Regions from separate parts of the Mus musculus genome. Here region 1 is linked to region 2. Evidence: chromatin contacts called from public ChIA-PET data. All regions are on one chromosome and are shown on one strand. Each heading gives the region's core, a stretch centred on a gene start, on an enhancer-like site or on the middle of the called end of the contact. The rest is flanking DNA. Distances are from core to core; before and after follow the strand shown. Region 1 overlaps Gm41538 (a long non-coding RNA gene). Region 2 has its middle 23 kb from the start of Vmn2r96.

Region 1 (4,524 bases), core at 195-2,694, 400 kb after region 2:
GGGGCAGTAGACAGAGGGGAGGTTCCGGCCAGGTGGTGTTGACCCAGACAAGATAGCCCTGCTTGAACAATCAAGCTGTTCTTAGGAATGTCTTAACAACAACCCTGTCTGTTCTACTTTGTTCTTGGTCCCAGGCCGCAGGCTCATAGACAACTCTTTTACATGAATCACAAGATACAAAATCTCGTTTTCTTTCAGTTACAGAGCTGGCCAAGAACACTTTGGAAAGAGAAAGAGAAAAGTAAAAGGCCAAGTTTTTGAACTGGATCACTCACTGTCTTGGGAAACTTGGAGATCTCCTGTAGGTCTCTGTGGGAAGCATTCTTCAGCTGAATCTATCTCATGCGGATGATGTAATAACCTCTCTGTCACCAGCTGTTGGGAACAAAATATTAAAAAGGGGGGTGGACCAGAGGCCCTGGCGAAGAAATGAAGGAAAAAGATGCACATGCCCCTCCAGAGTTTCCCTGTTCTCTGGACAGTCAGGCATGGGAGGGCTGCTATCTGCCCTATCCACTCATCCCTGGGTGGTCATTCCTCTATCACACTCTTCAGGGGGTGGTCAAGAGGCAGCCCTGCATGGGGACCCCCAAGGAACCACTTTGCTAAAGCCACCAGGATTGTGGGAGAGAAGGAAGAAGAAAAAAGTTCCCAACACTGACCAGAGTGTGCAGTGGAACATGAAGGAGCAGAGCAGAGACTCTATGGTTTTAGAGCTTTATTTTAGAAATGCAGGGGAAAGAGAGAAGGTAGAAAGGAGGAAGAGAGAGAGAGAGAGAGAGAGAAGAGAGGTGAGAGGACAAAGGAATAAGAGAATGAGGTGTGGGCTGAGCACTCCTTTTTTATGGTCTTCACTGTTGCTAGGTAACTGGGGAGGAGTTTAGCCTAAAGGACAGAAGCTTTGAACATTGCTTATGTGATACTGACCATGGTTCTCTTGTGGGGGCTGTGGGAGGTGGTCACTTTGTAAGGGGCTGGAGTTCCCGGAGCATGAAGGAACACCTACTGTGTCATTTAGGTGAATTATTACCATTGGGGGTTAGACATCAGTTGGACTGGAGACCAGCCGGCAATTCCCCACATATCCACTGGGAAAGTACCTAACTCTCACACAATTAATTATATATTTACTGACAGGAGTCTAGCATAACTGTCCTTTGAGAGGCTCAAAACAGCAACTGACACAGACATAGGCAGACATCTACAGTCAAAATATATATGGAGCTATGGAAGAACAGGAAGAAAGTCTGGGGTATCTAATTGGAAAGGATATCAACAGGAAGAAAAACAGAGTTAACTAATCTCTACCCTTGCATAACACAAAGACTGAATCACAAAATAAATAATATTCTGGGCGAGAAGTAGGCCTCTCTGTACATGTGTAACAAATGGAAAGCTTTGTCTCCATGTGTGCCCCAACAAATGAAGTGGGGGCTATTCCTAGAGCTATTGCCTGTCATTGGAATATGTTCTAAATGCTGGAATGACTTGTGTAGTCTCAGTGGCAGAGGGTGTACCCAGCTTCCCAGAGAATTATATTCCAGGGGGGTTGCATACCCAGGAAGGCCTCCACCATTTAGAGAAGAATGGTAGGGAGTATAGGGGGAAGGATTGTTGAGGGGGAAATAATAACATGTAGGGGAAAAGCCTGAAGTGCAAAATAAATAGCATATATTAAGGCAAGTACCCAACTAGCACACAAGATATATTTGTTCCAGTTACACAGCTCCATACCTCCCAATTGTTGGAGACCAACACTGAGCCATAATCCAAAGTTCCCCTCCCTTCTTGAGAAAATTCTGACCTTTTGAAATAAAAGCTGACAGAACATCAAGATCAGATAATAGTATCTGCAAACTTCCTGAGAAAAACCACAGAATGTTCCCTGAGCTAAGAGTAGATAGCATCTTATGCAGAAGCACCCCTGCCCTGGGCTGAGGCATGGGCAAGTTTTTCCCTCTTTACTTCCTGCTTCTTACCACTTATATTCTTTAACCTTGCTCACAATAAACATACCTTGACAATAATTGCTTGGTCTTGCTCCTTCTTTCTTGCCCATTTCTCTTTCAGGCATGGTCCCCCTCGTACCCCACTAATTACTGAGTCCTGTGGATGGGGACAAGTGGTGCCAAAAAATGGGGCCCAAGGTACAGACCCTAGCCAGATGGAGCCCATTTTCCTGAGAAGGTCACCTCTACAAGCTATGAAGTCGTTTTGAGGAATGCTCTCACCTCTCATGAGAGAAAATCTTCCTCGATGAGTTTACATTTCTCCATCCTATAAAATGGGCCAAAAACTTTCTAAAGCAGAATACTTCATTAAGGATATCAAAGAATCTCTCAGAGAAAGAAGAGATAGAGTTAAAAAGTATGATTTGACAAAAATTTTATCTTTGTCTCCCAAGTCTGTAAATGGTTCATAATAGATGGACCAGAGATTCATCCGCTTAAATGGGAAAAGGTAGGACGGGATCTTAATGAAATTTTAAATAAAGAAGGTCCAGATGTAGTGCCTACTCAGACATTTAGTTATTGGGGTTTTATTAGAGATGTCATTAAGTCATTTTGGATGAGGCAGGCAAGACTGTTTCATTGGCTGAGGATTTCCTTAACCAATTTCTCACTTGGCCTCTATGTCCTCTGTAAAGATTGCAGACCTGCAGTTGCCACAACCTTCCTCACCATGCCCCTCCGTTATTATTGATATGTCTTCCCCAGAGTACCCGGCTGCTCACCCCAAAAAGCCTGTCCAACACCTCTATCTTCAACTGTCCACCAATGCATCCAGTGATGAATATTACAAGAAACAAAGCTTACCTACCCCAATTTTAAGAAGCCTCACAAAAATAAGCTAAGTCCCTCTGAGGAGAGTGATTTGGAGGAAGAGGCTGCTGATATTGCAACCTTGATTGGCCACCCATTGTGAACACAGAGGCACATTCTAGACCCCTTCCTTACTCCTCCGCTCTTGAATTTTGTGCACCTGTGGTCTTTCCACTTTCTCCACAATGTGAATAAGTTTTACAGGCCAAAAAAAAAAAAAAAAAAAAAAAAACAGCTATCTAAACAAATTTCCGACCTTAAAGAGGTCCTAAATTTAGAAAAACAGTTTGCTGATCTCTCCATAGAGCTCTCTTCTCTTCAGGAGACTTTAAGAGAGACAGTTTCCCTAGTCCAATGATGGCTCCGGTCCATTTCCCTGCCATCTCTGGCGGCCATCAGGCTCGAGGGATGGCCAGCTCGCCTCATTCTCACCCTAACAAAGCCTCCCAAAAATCTCATTCTAATAAAACCTCCCAGAGAGTTAGTTCGAGAAAATCCTTGGCATTCCCTGTGTTAACCCGCCAGAGTGCCAACGAGGCTTCCTCCTCAGAAGAGGACCCCACTGCTGATGCAGAAAATAGCAAAGAGGATGAAAAAGCAAGTGATAGTGAAACTGAAAATGTGACAGCTGCCACAGCTCCCAAGGCCCCGCTGGGAGAGATGACTGAGTATAAAAGATTAAAGTTTAAGCCTCTTAAGGATCTCAATACTGAAGTCAAAACTAATGGTCCTATACACACTTTACTGTTTCCATGCTTGAAGCCCTCTCTGGAGGGGGAAACATCACTCCCACTGAGTGGTTTAGAGTTACCCAGGCAGTTTTTTCTCCTGGACAGTTTTTGTCTTGGAAATCTGATTTTCTAGATAGGTGCCAATCTCTCACAAGGCAGAACCAGAGAGATCCCAAAGCATCCGTGGCTGAGTGGACTCTTGATAAACTCAGAGGACAGGGGAAATATGTGTCTGAGAAGCACCAACTTAAATTCCCCACTGGACTCCTGTCACAGGTTAATGAGGCTCCCTTTGGGGCCTGGTGTGCCGTCCCTTCAAAGGGTTCTATGACTACCCAATTGACCAAAATTATTCAGGGAGCTCGGGAGCCTTACAATGAGTTTCTGGGGAGTTTCTTCTAGAAACTGCAGAAAAGATCCTGGGCCCTGAGGAAATTAATAACAAGTTTATAAAACAGTTGGCCAATGAGAATGCCAATTCTGCCTGTGAGGCTATTCTTAGAGGTCAGACTAAAAATAAGACTGTTGATGATTTCATAAGACTTTGTGGTGATGTAGATACCTTCACCCATAGGATCTTGCAGAGCCTTTCTCAGAACATGAATTTAACTGTGGGGGCTGTCTTGCAAGCTATTGGCCCTTCCAAATGTTGTTTTAAGTGTAGACAGGCTGGACATTTTGCCAAACAATGCCCCCCTGACACAGGGTATATTGATTGCTATGCCTCAGCCCCCATGGGCAAGACCCCCAATGCCTAATACTGTGTGTCCCAAGTGCAAAAGAGGCAAACATTGGGTGAATCAGTGTCATTCCAAGACAAAGGCCATGGGCCACCCTTTGCCACCCTTTCAGAGAAAAGGCTTTAGGGGCCAGCCCTAGGCCCCAAGACTCATCCATTTCCCACCGGTCTCAGGGACCAGCCAGCAGACAATAATGTCTCAGCCTGTGGCCACTCCAATCAATTCCTCAGA
Region 2 (4,862 bases), core at 1,443-3,942:
CAGTAGAATACGAACTAAGCTTAATTCAGCACTTACCCAATGCTGGTTCTGTTTTGGTCAGCAGCATATTAATCAGAACTACAAACTGGAATCAAGGGGTTGTCCCCAGCTTTTAGGAGCTGTTTCAGGCCAGAGGAGTAGGGCTTGATGTACAATTGGTAAGAAATTTTTTAGATAGTATAGATAGCTGTTGCCCATGGTTCAAGGAAGAAGAAACAGTAGATTGCAGAACCTGGGAGAAAGTTGGTGAGGCCTTGAAAATCACTCAGGCAGATAATTTCACCTTAGGCCTCTGGGCTCATGTATATGATGCTATCAAAGATGCTACCTCTCCGGGGTTAGATTGTACCCAGACAGAGCTTGTAGAATCTCAGGAAGAGCACCTATTGGAGAGGGCCTTCTCAGAAAAGGGTCCTCTTAACTCTAGAATTGATAACTCTGATGATGGAACTAATTTCTAACAAGAATCACTCAGATAGAGGAGCTGCTCATTATTTTGATGAGAATTGGCCTTCTTGCAAGTCTTCTGCTCCACCTATGGTCCCCACCTAGGGAGGTGCTACTCATAGGGACACGCGACTAAGCAAATTAGAGTTTGAAATTAGGCTTCAGAAGTTGACTAATGAGCTTCAGGAGCTAAAAAGGATATCAGAAGCGGGGAAGAGTAACTCTTCTAAAGTTCACCAGGTGCCGCTAGAAAGAGCTGTGAGTCAGGCACATGGGAGAGGACAGAGTATGTCTGATATGCTAGCCTTTCTGGAGGTCGAGATAGTTGATCAACAAGATGGTAGGGTCAGACATTACCAGACTTTGGATTTCAAGTTGATAAAAGGAATTAAAAACAGCTGTTGTGCAATATGGCCCTTCAGCCCCATCCACTCAAGTGCTACTGGATACCGTCATGGAGTCATACTTAACCCCCCTAGATTGGAAGACTCTTTGTAAGGCTACCCTGTCAAGAGGAGACGTTTTTTGCTTTGGAATTCTGAATGGTGAGACGCCAGTAAAAAAACTGCCACTTTAAATGCTCAGGTTGTTAATTTAGACTGGGATAGCAACATGCTTTTAGGAGAGGGTCCATATGAGATACAGACAAATCAGACTGATTTTCCCATTACAGTGTACATGCAAATTGTGGCTGCGTGCAGTGCTTGGGGACTGTTGCCAGTTAAAAGAGATATTGGTAAAAGTTTAACTAGCATTTGGCAGAGTTCTGATGAGCCTTACCAAAACTTTGTGGACAGGCTTTTAATTTCAGCTAGTAGAATCCTTAGAAAGTCAGGCACGGGAAGGCTTTTTGTTATGCAATTGGCTTATGAGAATGCTAACGCAATGTGCTGAGCCACGATTCAACCGCATAAGGGACAGACAGATTTGGTGGGATATATCCGTCTTTCTGCAGACTTTGGGCCATCTTGTGCAATTTTGCAGGGGACCCATGTACAAGCAATGTTCTTGTGGAAATGAGAGAATAATGCATGTTTTAAATGTAGAAGTTTGGATCATTTTAAAAGTAATTGTCCTAAGAACAATGGTGCTGAGGATAGGCAAGCAGGCCATGCCCCAGGAATTTGTTCCTGGTGCAAGAAGGGCCACCACTGGGCCAGAGAGTGCAAGTCTAAGCCAGGCATTCTGAGCTGCCAGGTGCTGGGAAATGAGGGAAGGGGTCAGCCCCAGATCCTGACTTACTCAAAGAAAACAGCTTATGGGGCTATAAAACTGCTGCCTAGCCAAAAAGATCAGTTTTAAAGCTTATCAGGTCAAACCCAGGAAATACAAGACTGGACCTCCATCCCACTATCCACACAGTATTAACCCCAGAAAGGGGAGTCCAAACTCTGCCTACCAGAGTCTTTGGACCCCTACCCGTAGAAACTTGTGGCTTTCTTTTAGGACGAAGCAGTTCTATTGTAAAAGGCCTGCAGATTTATCCAGGTGTTATAAATAATAATTATGAGGGAGAAATTAAAATCATAGCTCCTTCCCCTCTGTGAGGAGCTGCCCTTGCAATCGCCATTACAAGATGGTGCTGACATCCGGTGTTCTAACTGGTAAACAAGTAGTCTGCGCATGTGCTGGGGTATTTTTCCATTCCTTGTACCCTGCCTGTCCCGTGGCGTCATCTGGGCTGATGGTGAGCAACCAGTCAGGGCAAGACACGTCTCCAACCGCTCTTCGTGGTCTATTTAAGGACCGAGTTTCCTGTGTTCTGGGTCTCCTCCCCAGAAGCTGATCATCTTTCTCTCGAGATCCATTAAGCTTTGCTGCAGAAGGATCCAAGTGTGTCCTGTGTGTGTGTCCTCGCCGGCGAGACTCCTTCTCACACAGGGACATCTGGTGCTGAAACCCGGGAACTACAACATCTCCGGCACTGAGGAGACCCCTGGAAACGGGGCAGATTCAGAACTGCAGTGGAAGGTAACTTCGGAGAGGCATGTCTGATCGTGAGCCTGTTGTTCCTTTTGACTTTGGTCTCAATCTAGAAGCACCGTGGGAAGGGTCGGTGGAAGTTTTGGTTTTGGTAACCCTGGTGCTTGTCTTCTTTCTCCTGGTGTCTTATTGTGTTCATCATGGTTGGTGTTAATTTTGAGGTGCGGTCAGTCCGACGTAGATAAGCGACGGCACCGTCAAGCTCAGTCAGTCTCTCGTACATAAGAGAGTGGAGCGTGGCATTTTACTTTCACTTCTGCTCCGGGAGCAGACTTCTGCTTTGAGAGCAGACTTCTGCTTCAGGAACAGACTTCTGCTTTTGGAGTGGAGTGTGGTTTTCTACTTTCACTTCTGCTTCAGTGTGCCTTAAGTCGGATGTAGATAAACTGCAGGCACAATGGGGTCATCACAGTCAGTTGTAAACACACTGCAAGTTGTCCTTAAGCAGAGAGATCTCAAGATTGCCACCCGCACTGTACAAAATTTTGTCAAAGAGATTGACCATGTTGCCCCATGGTATGCTTGTTCAGGTTCCCTGACCACAGCCTCGTGGAATAAACTAGGAAGAGACCTAGATAGAAAATTTGAGGAAGGAGACTTACGCCTAGGCACTAAGGCAATTTGGAAATTAATAAAGAATTGCTCAGAAGATGAGACCTGCCAACCTGCAGTAGTTGAGGGACAAGAGACGTTAGAGGAGGTTCAGGACAGCATGTCAGAAACCGAACGGAGCGAGAGATTAGGAGCTGGTAAAAAGAAAAAAGACACGTCTAAGGAAAAAGGACCTCCCCGGATGCTAGAAACGGGGGGGAGTGAAAAAAGGGGAAGGTGAAAACGTGCCCCCTACAGGTAAACTTAGTAATATTTATCCCACCCAAGATCTAGAAGCCCTAGAACTTGTTGCTCAGATCCTGATGATTTAGACCCTAGTGAAGAGGCAGAATTAGAAGAGGAAGCAGCAAGATATGAAGAGGCAAGGTATGGCCCTGATCACAGAGTACAGCAAAAGGTTAATAAAAGGGGGGGCATACAGCCATCACCCAAGCCCTCAGAGCCTCCACCATATGAATCAAGATATGGTGCTAGTTCCTTTCTGCCTCAGGAGGAATTAAAAGAGATTCAGATGGCTTTTCCAGTCTTCGATGCTGGAGACGGCGCAGGATGCATACATGCTTCTGTAGAATATCAACGAATTAAGGAACTTGCCGAATCTGTCCGTAATTATGGAGTCAATGCCAACTTCACCTTAGTACAGGTCGAGAGATTTGCCAATACAGCAATGACTCCAGCAGACTGGCAAATGACAGTTAAAGCCACTCTACCTAATATTGGACAATACATGGAATGGAAAGCCTTGTGGTATGAGGCTGCCCAGAATCAGGCAAGAATTAATGCTGTGGCAGAAGATGATAATCAGAGGCAATGAACTTTTGAATTATTAACAGGCCAAGGACAGTATGCTGCCAATCAGACTAATTATCATTGGGGAGCATATGCTCAGATATCAGCGGCTGCCATTAAGGCTTGGAAAGCTCTTACAAGAAAGGGAGAAGCTGGAGGCCACCTTACAAAGATTATCCAGGGCTCCTAGGAGCCGTTCTCAGACTTTGTAGCACGAATGACAGAGGCTGCAGGAAGGGTTTTTGGAGACCCTCAACAGGCTATGCCATTAATTGAACAGCTTGTTTATGAGCAGGCCACACAGGAAAGCAGGACTGCAAACACGCCAAGAAAAAACAAGGGATTGCAAGATTGGCTTAGGGTATGTAGAGAACTAGGATGTCCACTTACTAATGCAGGGCTGGCTGCAGCCATATTACAATCACAAAAGCGCCCCTCTATCAGCAAACAAAGAGCTTGTTTTAACTGTGGAAAGATAGGCCACCTAAAGAAAGACTGACCCTTCCCAGAGCAGGCCCGAGTGGCTACTCTTTGCTCTCGTTGTGGAAAGGGTTATCACAAAGCTAGTGAGTGCTGCTCAATTCGTAATATAAAGGGGAGGCTCCTGCCCCCAATCAATGAATCTGACAACCACCTAACAAAAAACGGGATTGTGGGCCCCTGATCCCAGGGCTCTCACAAATATGGGAGTCGATTTATCAAAAGCCAGAGCAACTCAGAGGAAATGAACCCAGAGGAGTCGCATCAGTGGACCTGCGTTCCACCACTGACTTCCTACTCATGCAACAAATGAATGTCTATCCTATTCCAGTTGAAGCCCCGGAACCCGTACCTTCAGGAACAGTGGGCCTGATAATAGGGCGAGGATTGCTGACTATGCAAGGACTTATAGTTTATCCTGGAATAGTAGATCATCACCATTTACAAGAAATTCAGGTCCTTTGCTCCTGCCCTCAAGTAATTTTCTCCATTACATCGGGAGATAGAATTGCACAAATGATCCTATTGCCCACAGGGAGAGAGGAGAGAAC

The links. ChIA-PET counts read pairs in DNA pulled down with a chosen protein or histone mark.
Region 1: a contact with region 2 is called in an RNA polymerase II ChIA-PET map of memory CD8 T cells, with 7 read pairs. The contact joins two enhancer-like sites. A contact is called at or near these places in 3 of 484 Hi-C or Micro-C datasets (CD4 T cells and the HPC-7 cell line) and 1 of 115 datasets of contacts at active chromatin or transcription factors (memory CD8 T cells).

What each region holds. Positions count from the first base shown.
Region 1 is chr17:18,956,072-18,960,595 of GRCm38.p6, forward strand. It overlaps Gm41538 (a long non-coding RNA gene), which reads right to left. Exons shown (of 3, transcript XR_876649.2): 2 at 276-375. Among named protein-coding and RNA genes, the nearest start is that of Gm41538, 11 kb to the right of the region's middle. Within about 2 kb of position 1,445, at least 8 of the 459 cell types and tissues checked have an H3K27ac peak or open chromatin away from gene starts, as enhancers often do. A contact at or near this core is called in memory CD8 T cells, where this site is marked.
Region 2 is chr17:18,556,224-18,561,085 of GRCm38.p6, forward strand. No RefSeq gene overlaps it. Among named protein-coding and RNA genes, the nearest start is that of Vmn2r96, 23 kb to the right of the region's middle. Within about 2 kb of position 2,693, at least 78 of the 459 cell types and tissues checked have an H3K27ac peak or open chromatin away from gene starts, as enhancers often do. A contact at or near this core is called in memory CD8 T cells, where this site is marked.